Linked DNA regions of Mus musculus: all the other regions are linked to region 1. A link is a contact called in public HiChIP or PLAC-seq and promoter capture Hi-C data. All regions are on one chromosome and are shown on one strand. The core of a region is the stretch at or near the end of the contact, and the rest is flanking DNA. Distances in the headings are between cores, read along the strand shown.

Region 1 (3,482 bases), core at 615-3,114:
TCCATCACCCAGTGGTTCCTGACACGCCGTCTCATTATAATTTGAGAAACAAAGGGATAACTTTATGAGGAAAGCTTTGGTCCTTGTGCCAAAACCCTAGTGATGTTTTTAAAATTAAACAGGCATTTCCCCATTAACCTGGAGACTTCTTACTCCAGATGAGTTCTAGCCTAGTGGTAGCCAGTTATGTCCTAAGTTATCAATACGGCTACTTTTAGGCTACTTTTCTGTTTTATTACCTTTGTTCATCTATTTGTGTGGGAGTCTGAAGGGCTAGCTGAAGCATGCTACAGTGCAGGCTGTCAGAGGACAACTTGTTAACATTGTGTGGGACCCAGGCATCACTGAGCTCAGTTGTCAGGCGTGGTAGAAAGTTTCTTATTTACTGTGTCATCTTGATAGCCTGGTTTTCTGGTCTTTAATTTGAGCAAATGCACAGTTAGTGGCTTGTGTTTGGATTGTTTGGAACTCAGTAAATCCTCTTCTCATCTTTCGTCTGCCTTGGTTGGATTTTCTAACAACAAAACATTATTAGTCTCCCCAACCCTCTTCAGCTACCAGCTGTGGGGTCCAGGGCCTGTCTCGAGTCCCGTAAGCATTGTGTTCACTGTGTCTCCATCTCTCCTTCCCAGTGCCATTGCTTCCATCCTGAGGGCCTGGCTTGACCAGTGTGCGGAAGACTTCCGGGAGCCCCCTCACTTCCCTTGCCTTCAGAAGCTGCTGGAGTACCTCAAACAGATGATGCCTGGCTCTGACCCAGAGAGGAGAGCACAGAACCTTCTTGAACAGTTTCAAAAGCAGGACGTGGATTCCGACAGTGAGTACCTGTTTGGTCCCAGGGAAACCTCTACTGGGCTCTGCAATGTGGGGGCTCCCCATTCATTGACTCAATAAGAAACCCTGGTACCCTCAGAAAATTGGGATAGGTATAAAATTATTGAACTGTGAACCTCAGAACCCTAAGGTTTCAGAGTGAAAAGAGGGATTTTCAAGGCTGGATTTATGATTTTAAAGATTAAATTGTAAAACCAGCTCAGAGAAGCTAAGTAATTGCCCAGGGTGCCTACTGTTACCAGGAACAGGGTTTTCTTGATTTGTTTTTGTTTTTTTTAAACTTTCTCTTATCAACATGAATGGGCTTCTTCTCTGCCTAATGTGTTCTATCAGATATAAACGGGCGACAACCAACCAACCCTGTGTGGCTGGCAAGGGTTCAAGTCCACGTCCCTCTCACAAAAGCTTGGAAGAGGTGTTCCTCCTTTTCCCTAAAAAGCATTAGTGTCATGTCCCCTGGCAGCCCCGATTGCTGACATCGACTGTCTCTAGTGACCGAATCGAAGGAAGTCTCTGAGGCTGTTTTTTCCTATTGGAGGCTGACCTCGAGCTTCCAGGGACAAATGCAGAGCCACCACTGCTGGCCATAGAGTGTGCTGGCTGCCAGGCTCTGCAGAAATTAGTCAAGAGGTTCCATCGCGCTCCAGCGTGATGATATAGCCTTTCACCGAGGCACTGGGTAACAGTTGCCATGGCAGCTGACCCACTTGGAACTTCTGGTAGGCATTTCCTTGAAGTAATGTCCGGTTTCCTCAGTGAGGGAAAGGAAATGGCTCCTAACGCAGATAAGGGATGCTACCCCAAAGCCAAAGCAAATACAGTGACTTTAAATTCTACCCGGTACCTGTTGAGTGGTTTGTATGGACTGGGGACCAGAGAAGGGGAATGCACTTGCATCATTTGGCTCAGATTGCCAAAGGCTTTGTATCTCAGATGACTTCATCTGCCGGGAATGCTTGAATACCCTGGAAGCTCAGCTCCAGCTGCCAGACCTCAGCTCCCTTCAGGGCCTCCTCCCGCCTGCCCGCCCAGCTTTGTGCTCTGGTAGAAAACGCTGCTGCTGCTGCTGCTGTTGCACTGGAGCCCAGCTCGCCCCACTGGGGCTGCCTCTGGCCCCATGCCTAATTGGGGAACCAGTGGGACCAGTCATTGGTCCTCTCCGGCTCAGGGAATGGAGGGCAGAGCTCTTTTGGCAGGCAGAGGCAGGGACTAGGGAGGTGGCCTGACCTCACAAAAACTTTTAGGCAATACCCAAGAATGAATCTTTTCCTAAGTGTGGGCAGTTGTCATCAAGAATGCTCCAGGCCCTGTTTATGAAGTATAGGCTCCATTCCTGAAGAGGAATGTTGGGAGCTTAGTTAGTTCCCTTGTGCCTCTCACCCCCCAGCCCCCATGTCATACTCTGGAAAGCAGTGAGCTTTCCTGTGTGTTTGCAAAAGTAAAACTGTGCATAGAGATTTGTACATAACCCCTGGAGACTCAGGCAGGAGCAGTGAAAGCATAGACCAGGTCCCAGAGAGAAAGGATCACAGGTTTCACACGTAGTGACATTCTAGGTGCATGCCAGATTTACAAGGAATGAATGAATGAATGAATGAATGAATGTGTGAGTGAGTGATGTTAGTCCTTACCCTGTACTCTCCTTGGCAGAAGCTGGACAGCTTCTGCATTGTTTTATAGGTATTAAAGTACATTGTAGTCATCAGGAGGGGTAGAAGGCTCCTTGAACCTTTGATTGGCACATCCGATTTCTTCTTCACTGAATGAGAAAGTGCCAGAGTTGAGTGGAGAAGTACTGACATCAGGCGCTAGCATCCTCCACTGGGTGGGATTTTAGCTCTTTGATGGGTGCTTTTGCTTTGTATCCAGGATAACAGGAATAGATAGTGAAGCTCTCCTACCAGTCCCATTCACAACAGAACGTTCAGCTCTGAGGTCCAGAGCCAGTCCTGTAATCACAGCCCTGCCACCAGAGCGGGCAGGTAGCACATGGTACTGGACAGGTAACAGTCTCACTTTGAGCACCCCATTTCTCAATGGAAGCTTTGAAGAAGCTCTATCAATTCAATATAAGATGCCTAACAGCGTCCCCCATAAAGAGAAGGAAAAGGCTTAAAAAACGTAACCAGGCAGGGGGAGTAGTAACACGGAACTGGATTTCTGCCTGGATGCCACTGTGTGCAGCTAGGCTTCCCCAGCCCCAGCAGAAGTTCAGCTTTGACTGAAAGGGACCAAGAAGTGTGGTGGGAATGAGAGGGCCTGGGAGAAGGAGACTTCAAAGAGGAGGCTGGAGCTCGGCCCTTCAGCATTTCAGATGGGCTCCTGGGCAGTGATTCCCGTTGACTTCTTTAGGCTCTGAGCTGTGTAACTTTAGGATGGATGACCAGCAGTATAGGGTGCCAGGGCATTTATTTCCAATCTGTTTCTCACCTTTTCACTCTCTATGTGAAAGCTGACAGCAACCCTTTGATTTAGCAGCATTTGAGTCTGCTCAGTATTGTTAAAAGGACTACAGGTCTCATCACATCTCTGAAACCCCAATGACCTATCCTACCTTACCAAACCTTGGCCGGCCGCCTTGCTCAGTCTTTTAGGCATCTGGCTCTCTGTGGCTCAACAATCAAGGCTTGCAGGGCTGGGGTGTAGGT
Region 2 (3,482 bases), core at 375-2,874, 230 kb before region 1:
GGAAGATGAAGGGAATGAAATACATATATTTTTTAAAGATTTATCTATTTATTTTATGTATGTGAGTACACTGTAGCTGTACAGATGGTTGTGACCCTTCATTTGGCTGTTGGGAATTGAATTTTAGGACCTCTGCTCGCTCCGATCAATTCCGCTCGCTCAGACCCTGTCTGCTCCAGCCAAAGATTTATTTATTATTATAAATAGGTACACTGTAGCTGTCTTCAGACACACCAGAAGAGGGCGTCAGATCCCATTACAGATGGTTGCGAGCCACCATGTGGTTGCTGGGATTTGAGCAGTCAGTGTTCTTAACCGCTGAGCCATCTCGCCAGCCTGAAATACATATTTAAGTTTTTAATATTTATTTGGCGTGGAGGCAAAGGAGGCACACGGAGAAGTCAGGGGATGGTTTATGGGAGCAAGGGGGTTCTGGGAATTAAACTCAGGTCATCAGATTTGGTAGCTCCTCTATCTGCTGAGCTATCCTACCAGCCTGGAATGAAGTGTTTCAAGTCTTGTCACTAGCAGGGCAAGGATTCATATTAAAAAGCCACTGTAGGAAGATGGAGAATTAGCTCAGCTATTAAGAACATTTGCATTTGCAGAGGACCTGGGTTCAGTTCCCAGCGCCCACACAGTGATTCACAAACATCCATATCTTCAGGTCCCGGAGATCCAACACTCTCTGACCTCATCAGGCTATACACGTGGTGCACATATACACATGCAGCTAAATTACTCAAACACATAAAATGTTGTAAATACACATCAACAGCTTCTTGAAAAGGAAGCTGTTGTAGTGTCTCGGGTAGGGATAACGATGCTGGAATAGTGCGAGAAGAGAAGCTGAGTGTGGCTACCCGGCAACAGGGGGAGGAGGATGTGGACCCCCAACTGCCCTAGCAAGTGCAGCGCTAGTCCATGTAAACTTGCACTTTTACATTGCTACTAAAGTCATGCTTCTGGCTCTCCCAGAGCACAGAGCTGAGGCTAGCTGCCATGGCCATTGTTGTGGTTGTTGCTGTTGGTATTTCGTCTCTGAGAAAATGTCCCTGGGGCCTGAGAAGAATGAGGGCAACACAGGACCATAACTCTTCAGAGAGGGAGGAGAGGAGATCAAAGGCTTGGGTGAGGTCACTGGCGGAGCTGGGCAGTGAATGGGGGATGAGAGGGAGGCAGTGAGAGGTTGGAATGTGCTGAGGTGGTAGTGGGAGCTAAGGAGACAAAAGAGGGACTGCTTTCCCCAGTAATCTTTGAGATGCAAGGGAGTGTTCCCCACATTTTGGAGAGTTTGACGCTCCAACAGGTGGGGCTGGCACATCACCCCTGATCCCGTTTCTCCCTTACTGTGGGCCTCAGGCAGGTTCAAGAGTCTGAAATGTTCCTCTCCATGTTATCTGCTCCTTCCTCCTACAGAGAACGGAAGCAGCTACTTGAGGCGAGCCACAGCTCAGATCATGGAAATCAGTATGCAAGCCCAGGAGAACTGCAGGGTGAGTGTCATGATAAGAGACTCCCGGGAATTCTTTCCAGGGGTGGTGTGGTATGCACTTCAGACCCAGGGTCCAATGTTTAGATGTGGAACATGCCTCAGAGGCAGTGAAGACAGATGTGAAGAGAGCAGTGACCAATTTAGCCGTCTAAGGGCTCCCCAGTAGGTGTGCAGATGAGGGAGGGGCCAGCTAGGGATGTAATAGGGCAGAGGTTTAGAATTCCTTCGGGGCAGCAGGAAGCTGGTGCGAACTCTCCCAATACCAGTTCCTCTCCGAAGGCTTAATGTACTTTGTGGGCATCAGTTCATTGTTTCTAACAACAACAACAACAACAACAACAACAACAACAACAACAACAACGCTGATAACCAAAGAGCTTTCCCCAACGAGCCTTGGAGTCTGTAACTTGTTCAAGGTTTGTGACCTTAAATATGGCTGGGACCTGTCAGCTTGCAAAGCTGGCGCTCTGTGAAAGCGAGCGAGACGGAGAAGACCACTCCCAAAGCACTGCACCCAGTCACGCTATGCTGTTTTCCTTAATAGGTCAGTTTGTCAAAGGCAATTCAGCTGTAAACCCGTTTTATTTCCCCTAATAAAAAACAAACACTGCCACCTGGAGGGATGGCTTAGCGATTAACACCACTTGATGGTCTTGCAGAGGACCTGCCTGGTTTCCAGCACCATTATAGTAGCGCAGACTATGTCTGTAGCTCCAGTTCCAGGGGATCTAATGCCCTCTTCTGGTTTCCTTGGACACTGCATGTACGGAATATGTATAGCTACACAATGACGGGCAAAACGAAACGTTCATGCACATACAATTGGAGGAAAAAAAAAACAGAACAAAACAATAAGCACTGAGCTAGCAAGATCACTTAGTGTTTAAAGTGTTTTCCACACAAGGAAGAGGACATGAGTTCAAGTCCTCAGAAGCCATGTAAAGCCGGGAGTGATGGCGCACGCCTTTAATCCCAGCACTCCGGAGGCAGAGGCAGGTGGATTTCTGAGTTCGAGGCCAGCCTGGTCTACAAAGTGAGTTCCAGGACATCCAGGGATACACAGAGAAACCCTGTCTCGAAAAACAAAACAAAACAAAAAAACAAAAAAGAAAAAGAAAAAAGAAAGAAAGAAGCCATGTAAACAGCTGGATGTGGTGGCAGGACTTGTCTGTAATCCCAGGAGAATCCCTGGAAGTTTGCAGGCCAGCTAGCCTGGCAGGCAAAGCCACAAGCAAGAGACTCTGCCTCAAACAAGGTGGAAAGTTAGGATCGACATTCTAGGTTATCCTCTGATTTCCAGACCCCTTCTCTCTCTGTCTCTGTGTCTCTGTCTCTCCCTGCCCTCCCCCCCATTAAAACAACACCACAAAGCAACCAACATCCAAGCTACCAACCAACACACAACAACAACACACCAACATGAAGCTCTCTCATGAATGATGATACTGTAGCTAGGGAAGGGGATGATGTGGCTTATAGAGATGTCAGTAAACTCTGACCCTGCCCTAAATGACTGAAGTTCTTCCACTGATGCTGTATAAGAGCTGCTGTTTCCTCTGTACATCTGGGAGTCAGCATGACCTCTGCAGCTGGAGTAGAGAAGGTTGGGAGCTCCTGAGGTCAGGAACTCGACTGGGGTGGGTGCCAGATGGGTATGGGGTGGGTATGGGGTGGGTATGAGGGGGAGAGTAGGATATGGGGGGTGATAACACATACCTGATCCCCAAGATACCTCCTGCTTGATTCACAGCCTTCTGACAGTTTAGTTTAGATAAACTAGAAATGTTTCTTAAGGGGCTGGAGAGATGGCTCAGAGGGTAAGAGCACTGACTGCTCTTCCAGAGGTCCTGAGTTCAAATCCAAGCAACCACATGGTGGCTTACAACCATCTGTAATGAGATCTGATGCCCTCTTCTGGTGTGTCTGAAGACAGCTGCAGTGTACTTACATAAAATAATAAATAAATCTTTAAAAAAAAAAAAAGAAA
Region 3 (3,482 bases), core at 587-3,086, 160 kb before region 1:
CCCTTTAATGCTTTTTTTTTGGATACCAGTTGTATAATGTTTATTATCATTGTTATTTTTTTCAGAAAGGGTTTCTCTACATAGCCCTGGCTGTCCTGGAACTCACTATGTAGACCAGGCTGGCCTCGAACTCACAGAGATGCACGTGCTTGCCTCTGCCTCCAGAGTGCTGGGAGTGCGTTTGCGGTGACCCTAAGCCACCCGCCAGAAGGTGATTATTTAGGAATGTGCGCTTCAGAGTGATTTGGGGACAAAAATCTTCAGAACATAGAGCCCTTTAGAACTCTTGTATCTTGTAGCCTGAGATGGTTCGGGGAGCTTTTCTGCAGAAAATCCTCATCCTTTGCCTTGAGTTCTTCTTCCATCAGAGGTCAACTTCAGCAGAGAGGAAATTGATACTGGACTTGACTAACAACTGGTAAAACTAGAAACTTAAAAGACATGTGCAATGATCCTGAAATTATATATATATTTTAAATGACTATTAAGAAGCAGGAAGCAAAATAAGGGACCAGCAGAGAGAAGGACTCGTCGGTCATTCTGTACCTGGACTGACGAGAAGTTTCCTTTTTGTATCAGTGAGAGCTGGGCTTCAGTAGCAGTTCTGTCCTGAGTGTGTTACCTCTGGAAGGTAGACATCTCGGGGCGTGGGCAGGGGTGGGGTGGGAAAGAATTCTTGTAAGTAGAATGTTCAGTGTCAGTGTAGTGTGCTATCCTGATGGATGCCAGCACCCTGGCTTGGGGACTAGGGTCAAATTCTCTTACTGTTTTCCACTCTGAGGTCCCAGAACTCCAGTGGCTGCAAAAAGGCCCAGCTCTCAACCTGGGGATTTAAAAAACAAGTCTAAGTAATTTTAGATCATTTCTCTGGGAATTTTTTCCTTCTTGTTCTGTTGCTTGTTTATGTGCAGCTGAGGATAATAATATATAAATGTAATAGAAAAATAACAGCTCCGTTTTTGTGGAACCTTCAATGAGGCGTTCGGCTTTTAGCGTAGTGTAGTTTGCAGGTGTGCCCCTCCCCTGCCCCCACCACTTAGGATGCAGAGAAGAGCCCGTGTTTAGAAGCACTGAAGACTCAGACCTTGAGAAGCTAGGAAGTGCCAAGAGGAGCTCTTCCGAAGCTGCTTGTTCTCAACAATTGCTTGAAGTTCTCGTCAAAGGTGAACCTCGGATGCACACTGGTGCCGCCAGTGTTCCATAAAGGGCACCCACTGGACAGGGCTGTTAGCCTTCCCTCTTAAAACACAAGATAGAAATGCACCTGAGGGATATATTAGTGCCCATACTCCAGTCAGTTCCCTTCCAGCTAGGAGATTGCATATTTTCTTCAGGATCTGGAGAAAATGAAATTTTTAAAAATTGCACACAGATTGTTTGCTTTAGGGATATTGGAGGTGCAGTCACCTAGATCTTACAGCCCGTCATTAACGCCCCTGTAAGCTGCTCTATGGGGTTTGGAGTGCAGAGTTTGTACAGGCAGCAGGCTGACTGAGTGGAAACATTGAGTCAATAGCTTTCAAACATTCCTTCCTTGATTTTTATTCTTTAAAGGCAAAATACATAATTACATAAAAATTCATCTCTACAAATAAAGTAGCCCATAAAAATGAGGGTTGAGTCAGTTACAAACACTTCTTTCTGCAAATTATAGATTTGGATTGAACTTCCAAATCCCAAATAGATGTTAAAATTAAGTTGCTGTTGCTTAGCTCAAGTCAATACTCCTTAAGGTCAGGGGAGTGGCCTTACTCAGTCTGCTTTGTTTTGTTGAGACAGTCTCTCTGCTGCAGCCCAGGCTAGTCTCAGCTCCCTAGTCGTCCTGCCCCAGGCTCCCATGGGTGGGGAGTCCAGTTGTACACTTCCTCCCACACTGGGTGAGTAGGCCTTACTGAAGTGGAGGCTCGTGCACGTGTGGGGCTGGTGGGGGAACTGAGGAGAGGATGAGGGGCTGTGCTATTTCCATATCTTTCCGCTTGCTCCTCTCTTCCTGGGGTGTTTTCATCTTGAGTCCTCCGGTAAGCTCGTACTAATTTTCTCAGCACCCACTTCAAACATTCTGTTTTCTCATATGACTTCCTAACATCCCCAGCTGCACAGTTGTCCCTGTTTCTTTCCTTCCTTCCTTCCTTCCTTCCTTCCTTCCTTCCTTCCTTCCTTCCTTCTGCTGCTGTTATTGTTAAATTTGGTATGTGTAAATAATTGGCTCACATACTCTGTGTGCCTCTCCCCTCTCTCTGATAAGCTTGTTTAATGAACTGATAAAAGAGGAAGGATGGTTTTTAGTCACTGCTCACCATCTTCTAACACAGATGCTTCTTGCAGAGATGCCCTTCCTGGCCCTGTCCTCTCCTGTCCCCTCCTGCCCCCTCCTGTCCCCTCCTGGCCCCTCCTGTCCCCTCCTGTCCCCTGGGCTGGAATGGGCGTGGAGAGCCAGCACCCCGAGCAGGCACAGGGATGGCCGGGCTGATTATTCAACAAATACATGTTTTGTGTTTCAAGCATTGTGCCAAGTTCTGTGGGGGAGACTTCAGAGTGTGAAGTATAGTGTGTCAGTTTGAGGGGCTCACTAGTTAGGTGTAAAGGCCTGTTACTTGTATGAATCATTTAAAGGGAAATGACTGCTAAATTACAAGACTTGACACTGTGTGTACAATACAGAAGCCAGAAAGGCTGGAAAGGCCTGTTTAGTTAAAAGAGTTGGGACAAGCTTCTTAGGAGACCCACAAGTTAATTTGAGCTCAGTAGTGTTGACTGAAGGAGGTGGCAAGCTAGGTAGTAATTGAATGGTTGGCTGTGTGGGAATTGGTTTGTAGAAGAGCATATACTCTTCGGGGGACCAGAGTTCTTTTGTACACTGTGTTCAGCTTTTAGAGATACCTGGAACCTCTGCATTATTAACAGAGTGCTTCATCTACCCACGTGGGGGCAGCTCTCAAGGACAAGGGAGAAGGCTTAGCTTTGAAAGACACAGCTGTAAATTTTGAAGTCGTATCATGACTTGGAACTTCAGTCCCAAACAGGTAGCAGTGATAGTCATTTGCCCTTTGCTGGGGTCTGAAAGAAACAGAAGGAAGAATTCAGACAGGTGAAGGATTCCAAAGAGAGGGAGGAAAACAATGACGTACCTGTGTACTTATGAATGGTCTTGCTGAGGACCGGTCACCTTAGCAATGAGGGTACAGTTTGGGGACAAACACCGACCGCCTATGGAGAGAAATGAAATACTGAATTTAAACTGCTGCCCAAATGAAAATAAACTGTTCAATTAAAAGTGGAAAATTCTGCAGACTGGGTTGAGATTCTTAATAGTCACTTTGTTTTAACCACTTAACTTTTTGCAAATTATTCTATGTAGCCTTCTGAGTTAGGAGAGTTGTCTCATTTAAAAATCTGTGTTCCATCAAAAGATAAATAAAATGAATTAAATTTGATAATTTGCTGTGTGTGTGTGTATGTGTGTATTCATGAGTGTTTGTGTG
Region 4 (3,482 bases), core at 549-3,048, 130 kb before region 1:
AACGCAGAGTTCAGTATTGTATCTGTTGCAGTCGTTCAGACAATGGAAGTGTAAGGACAGTGCTCAAATGCAGAGATGGCTCTCATCTGAGCTTCCTTTCAGAGAAGTCATCAATAGAATGTGGTGGTACATTGGCTAAGGGACTCCATGAACTGGAGCACTTGAAGGTAACTGAAAAGTTTAGTTTGGGCACCTGGGCGGTGGTGCTTCACAGATACAGGAAGGACAGGAAGGAGGAGTTTCTCTCCTGAGTTAGAACAGCGGTTGAGGAAGGCAGTGACTGACGAAGCATTTGAGTACTGTTCTTAGCATACATGTTCTGAGTCCTCTCCAATAGGTTTAACTGTTTGTATGTTAATAATGTACATGCAATCGTAGTCTAATATTCAAATGCACTATAAACCATATACAAAGTAGAAAAATCGGATGAAATGAGAAATCAAAACCAGGGCATAGTTTTGAATATCAGAAGGACAGATGTCACCCACGTTAGAGTCACAGGGTAGCGTTGCATGAAGAGAAGGGACCTGCTGGACTGCCTTCAGCCCAGGGGAAGCTTGTAGTTCCTTATATTCCTGAACATTTTTTTCCTCCTAATTTCTAATTTCTGCTAAGAACGGGCATATTTGTGAAACTTCCTTAGGATCCATGCTGCACTGCTCTAGAAAGTCATTGTAATTCAAACAAAGGAGTGTTAATGTCCTTGGCACAAACTTTGGCTGTGACATGAAGCACCTTTCCCCCTTAAAAATGTCAAGAGGAAGAGATAGGGCCTCTCTGCTGGGAGTTCCAACCAAGTAAAACCAGAAGAAAACCAGGAGACACTTACACATTCTGGCCAGCACAAACGAGTCCGTGACCTCTTCTCCTTAAGATAATATGAGTGTGTTTCATGACTCTGACAGCTCAGAGTGAAACACACGACTGCATTTAAAATCAATGTCTCTGCTAATGTACTTCTCCAGTTTATCCAAGGCTCTGCCTTTTTACTGCAATTTCCTTTGTGGTTATGTGAGGCCACTTGTGACAGCCTGATAAACACGGAGGGCCGCTGTTGCCAGATTTTAATTTAGAGAGTACAGAACATAATTTTGACTAATTGGTCCAGTAGGAACCGGAGTGGGAGCTAAACAACTCTGAGGGTCTGTGGCAAAGAAACAGGGAGACTTCATTAACTGTCCCCAGGCAGCCTCCTGATGGAGCGCCAGGGTGACTTAATCAATGCATTTATGTCTCAGATAAGACCTGAGGACTGATTGGACCAGATTTCATTAAACCTCGTGCTATCTGTGCTAGTATACACACAACATCCCGAGCCTGGGGTTTCCTCTTAAGGTCACAGAAGAAACCGGGAAAGTCTACCCCTTCTTTTGGTCCAGACTGTGAGGAGTAAGGGAGGGAGGGGCACAAGTTTGGATTGCCAACATCTGTTTAAGCTAAACTGTGTGAATGGAGGGCCAGTCTCTGTGAGACTAGCAGGGCAGGTCCCTCTGGTATCCAGAATCCCTGGCAAGCACAGCTGGAGCCGAGGCCTGGGGACTCACAGGCCCATCCCCCTCCTGAAGAGCAGGGGAAAGGAGTCAGTGAGTGGCTGCTGGAATGGCTGCCACATGTGGCTTGAGAGGCTTCAAGGGACTGGATTTACAGATCGTGTCCTGTAAGGAAAATCCGCAAGTGTGAGTAAGGAGTGAAAGGGCTGACTGAAAGGGGGTTTTTGCTTCTGTTTTCTGACTCCTTGTGGTGGCGCAGCTGTTTATCTTGTGTGGAAGGGTAGGGTCAGGAAGCTGACAGGAGCCAGGGATGGGAGGAACTGACCAAGTGAATCCCGAGGAATCTGAACACAGTGTGGTAGACTGCGGTGGTCCAGAGAGCAAGAGCACATTTTCCATAACCTTGGCCTTTCCCCTGCTACTGCATTAAAGAGTGTCAGGATTTTCCTTTAGGTGTTAAAGTTAGAGTCATGTTCTTTCCTGCTAACTTTTTATGTTAGTTTACCAGCACCGAGTTTCATTAGTTACACACACACACACACACACACACACACACACACACACACACACACACATTCACACACTCACTCATGCGCGCTCCTTATTGTGCTATCCTGCTTCATTTTTCTCTGCCCACCTCCCCTCCCTCCCTCCCTCCCTCCCTCCCTCCCTCCCTCCCTCCCTCCCTCCCTCCCTCCCTCCCTTGTCTGTGTCCTTCCTCCTCTGCTCTCAATTCCCCTAGTACTTTTGTGCCACGCCCATTTTTCAATCTAGGTTAAAGACATGAGAAAAAACACACAGTAGTTGTCTTTATGAGTATGGTCCATTTTGTTTAACATAACAATCTTGTGTTCTGTTTTTCTGAAAAAAAAAAGTCATGATTTCATTAATTCTTTTCTCTTTATGGCTAAGGAAAATTCCTCGTGTGTATGCACCGTAATTTCTTCACCAGCTGTCTCTTGATGGACATCTCGGCTAGTTCTGTGTCCTGGCGATTGTGACTGTGTAGCAGTAAATATGGATGTGCAAGTATCTTTATGATGTGCTGACTTAGGTCTGCAGATCTGTTCTCAGGAATGGTAGAGCTGGGTTCCTTAGGGACGTCCATACAGACTTCCACAGTGGCTCGTCCTCGTGCACACTCTGACTAGCCATAAGGGTCTCTTTGCTGCTTCCTCACCAACACCGGCTGTGGTTTTCTTGGTGTTAGCCATTCAGACCGAGTGAGGTGGACTCTCAAAAACAGTTTTATGTGCATTTCCCAGGTGACAAAGGAGGCTACATACTTTCCCAAGTGTTTCCTGTGTCTGAGAACCGTCTCAGTTCCACAGCCCATCTTCTGACTTTTTGGTGTTGAGTCGTTCCTGTTCTTTATGTATTCTAGATATTAACTCCCTGTCCTATGATTGTTGACAAAGCTTTTTGTTCCCCATGAAGCTGACTCTTCACTTGGCCATTTCCCTTCACAAAGCCCCAAATCAACATGACCACAATTCCGTGGCAAGTGAAGGTCATAGAAAGATGGTGTAAGAATAGAATTGTTCTGAGTCAGAGAGATCTATTTTCAAAATTGGACTCTTCTGTGTGACCTTGGAAAAATCACTCAGGTTCTCCAAGCTCCGGTTGCGATTTAGGAAGGACTTATTGCTTACTGCAGAGAGTGGTCTGTGTAGAACCTTCCAGCACCTCTCCTGGTATTTGGAAGTGCCTCCTCCTCATATGGATCTGACTGCTCATTGATCATGTTTAAGAGCTCTCACCACCCTACTTACTTTTTTTCCCTGCATTATTGCCCCTTATGTGAGGGCTGGTCAATTGCTAAGTCACGACTTCTCCTTCCTCCTGGGGGCAGCATGCTTCTGGATGTAGTTTTAGCATGGCCCTTAATGTTTACCGCCTTGAAGTTGGAAGTCAGATTGCTCTAGTGCTGTTCAGTCAGGAAGCATCAGGGTAGCTTAGCCTTGTATTCATAAAGTCGCTGTTAAGAACTTG

The links. HiChIP or PLAC-seq counts read pairs in DNA pulled down with a chosen protein or histone mark. Capture Hi-C pulls out chosen DNA fragments and counts their contacts.
Region 2: an H3K27ac HiChIP or PLAC-seq map of extraembryonic endoderm stem cells shows a contact between it and region 1, with 2.3 times the contacts expected there. The contact joins two enhancer-like sites. A contact is called at or near these places in 1 of 115 datasets of contacts at active chromatin or transcription factors (extraembryonic endoderm stem cells) and 3 of 9 other capture datasets (adipose tissue, liver and pancreatic islet).
Region 3: a contact with region 1 is called in an H3K27ac HiChIP or PLAC-seq map of extraembryonic endoderm stem cells, with 4 times the contacts expected there. The contact joins two enhancer-like sites. A contact is called at or near these places in 1 of 115 datasets of contacts at active chromatin or transcription factors (extraembryonic endoderm stem cells) and 1 of 9 other capture datasets (adipose tissue).
Region 4: a contact with region 1 is called in a promoter capture Hi-C map of adipose tissue. The contact joins two enhancer-like sites. A contact is called at or near these places in 6 of 484 Hi-C or Micro-C datasets (the 3T3-L1 cell line, CD4 T cells, the HL-1 cell line and 3 more), 5 of 115 datasets of contacts at active chromatin or transcription factors (the NIH/3T3 cell line, cardiomyocytes, double positive thymocytes and 2 more) and 2 of 9 other capture datasets (adipose tissue and liver).

Annotation. Positions count from the first base shown.
Region 1 is chr1:152,554,738-152,558,219 of GRCm38.p6, reverse strand. It overlaps Rgl1 (ral guanine nucleotide dissociation stimulator,-like 1), which reads left to right. Exons shown (of 18, transcript NM_016846.4): 5 at 633-817. Among named protein-coding and RNA genes, the nearest start is that of Gm51749, 16 kb to the right of the region's middle. Within about 2 kb of position 1,864, at least 176 of the 459 cell types and tissues checked have an H3K27ac peak or open chromatin away from gene starts, as enhancers often do. A contact at or near this core is called in adipose tissue, extraembryonic endoderm stem cells, liver and 1 more, where this site is marked.
Region 2 is chr1:152,789,098-152,792,579 of GRCm38.p6, reverse strand. No RefSeq gene overlaps it. Among named protein-coding and RNA genes, the nearest start is that of Ncf2, 9.3 kb to the left of the region's middle. Within about 2 kb of position 1,624, at least 54 of the 459 cell types and tissues checked have an H3K27ac peak or open chromatin away from gene starts, as enhancers often do. A contact at or near this core is called in extraembryonic endoderm stem cells, where this site is marked.
Region 3 is chr1:152,716,760-152,720,241 of GRCm38.p6, reverse strand. It overlaps a transcript of Rgl1 not described here. Among named protein-coding and RNA genes, the nearest start is that of Apobec4, 32 kb to the left of the region's middle. Within about 2 kb of position 1,836, at least 17 of the 459 cell types and tissues checked have an H3K27ac peak or open chromatin away from gene starts, as enhancers often do. A contact at or near this core is called in adipose tissue and extraembryonic endoderm stem cells, where this site is marked.
Region 4 is chr1:152,685,602-152,689,083 of GRCm38.p6, reverse strand. It overlaps a transcript of Rgl1 not described here. Among named protein-coding and RNA genes, the nearest start is that of Rgl1, 62 kb to the right of the region's middle. Within about 2 kb of position 1,798, at least 100 of the 459 cell types and tissues checked have an H3K27ac peak or open chromatin away from gene starts, as enhancers often do. A contact at or near this core is called in adipose tissue, liver and uterus, where this site is marked.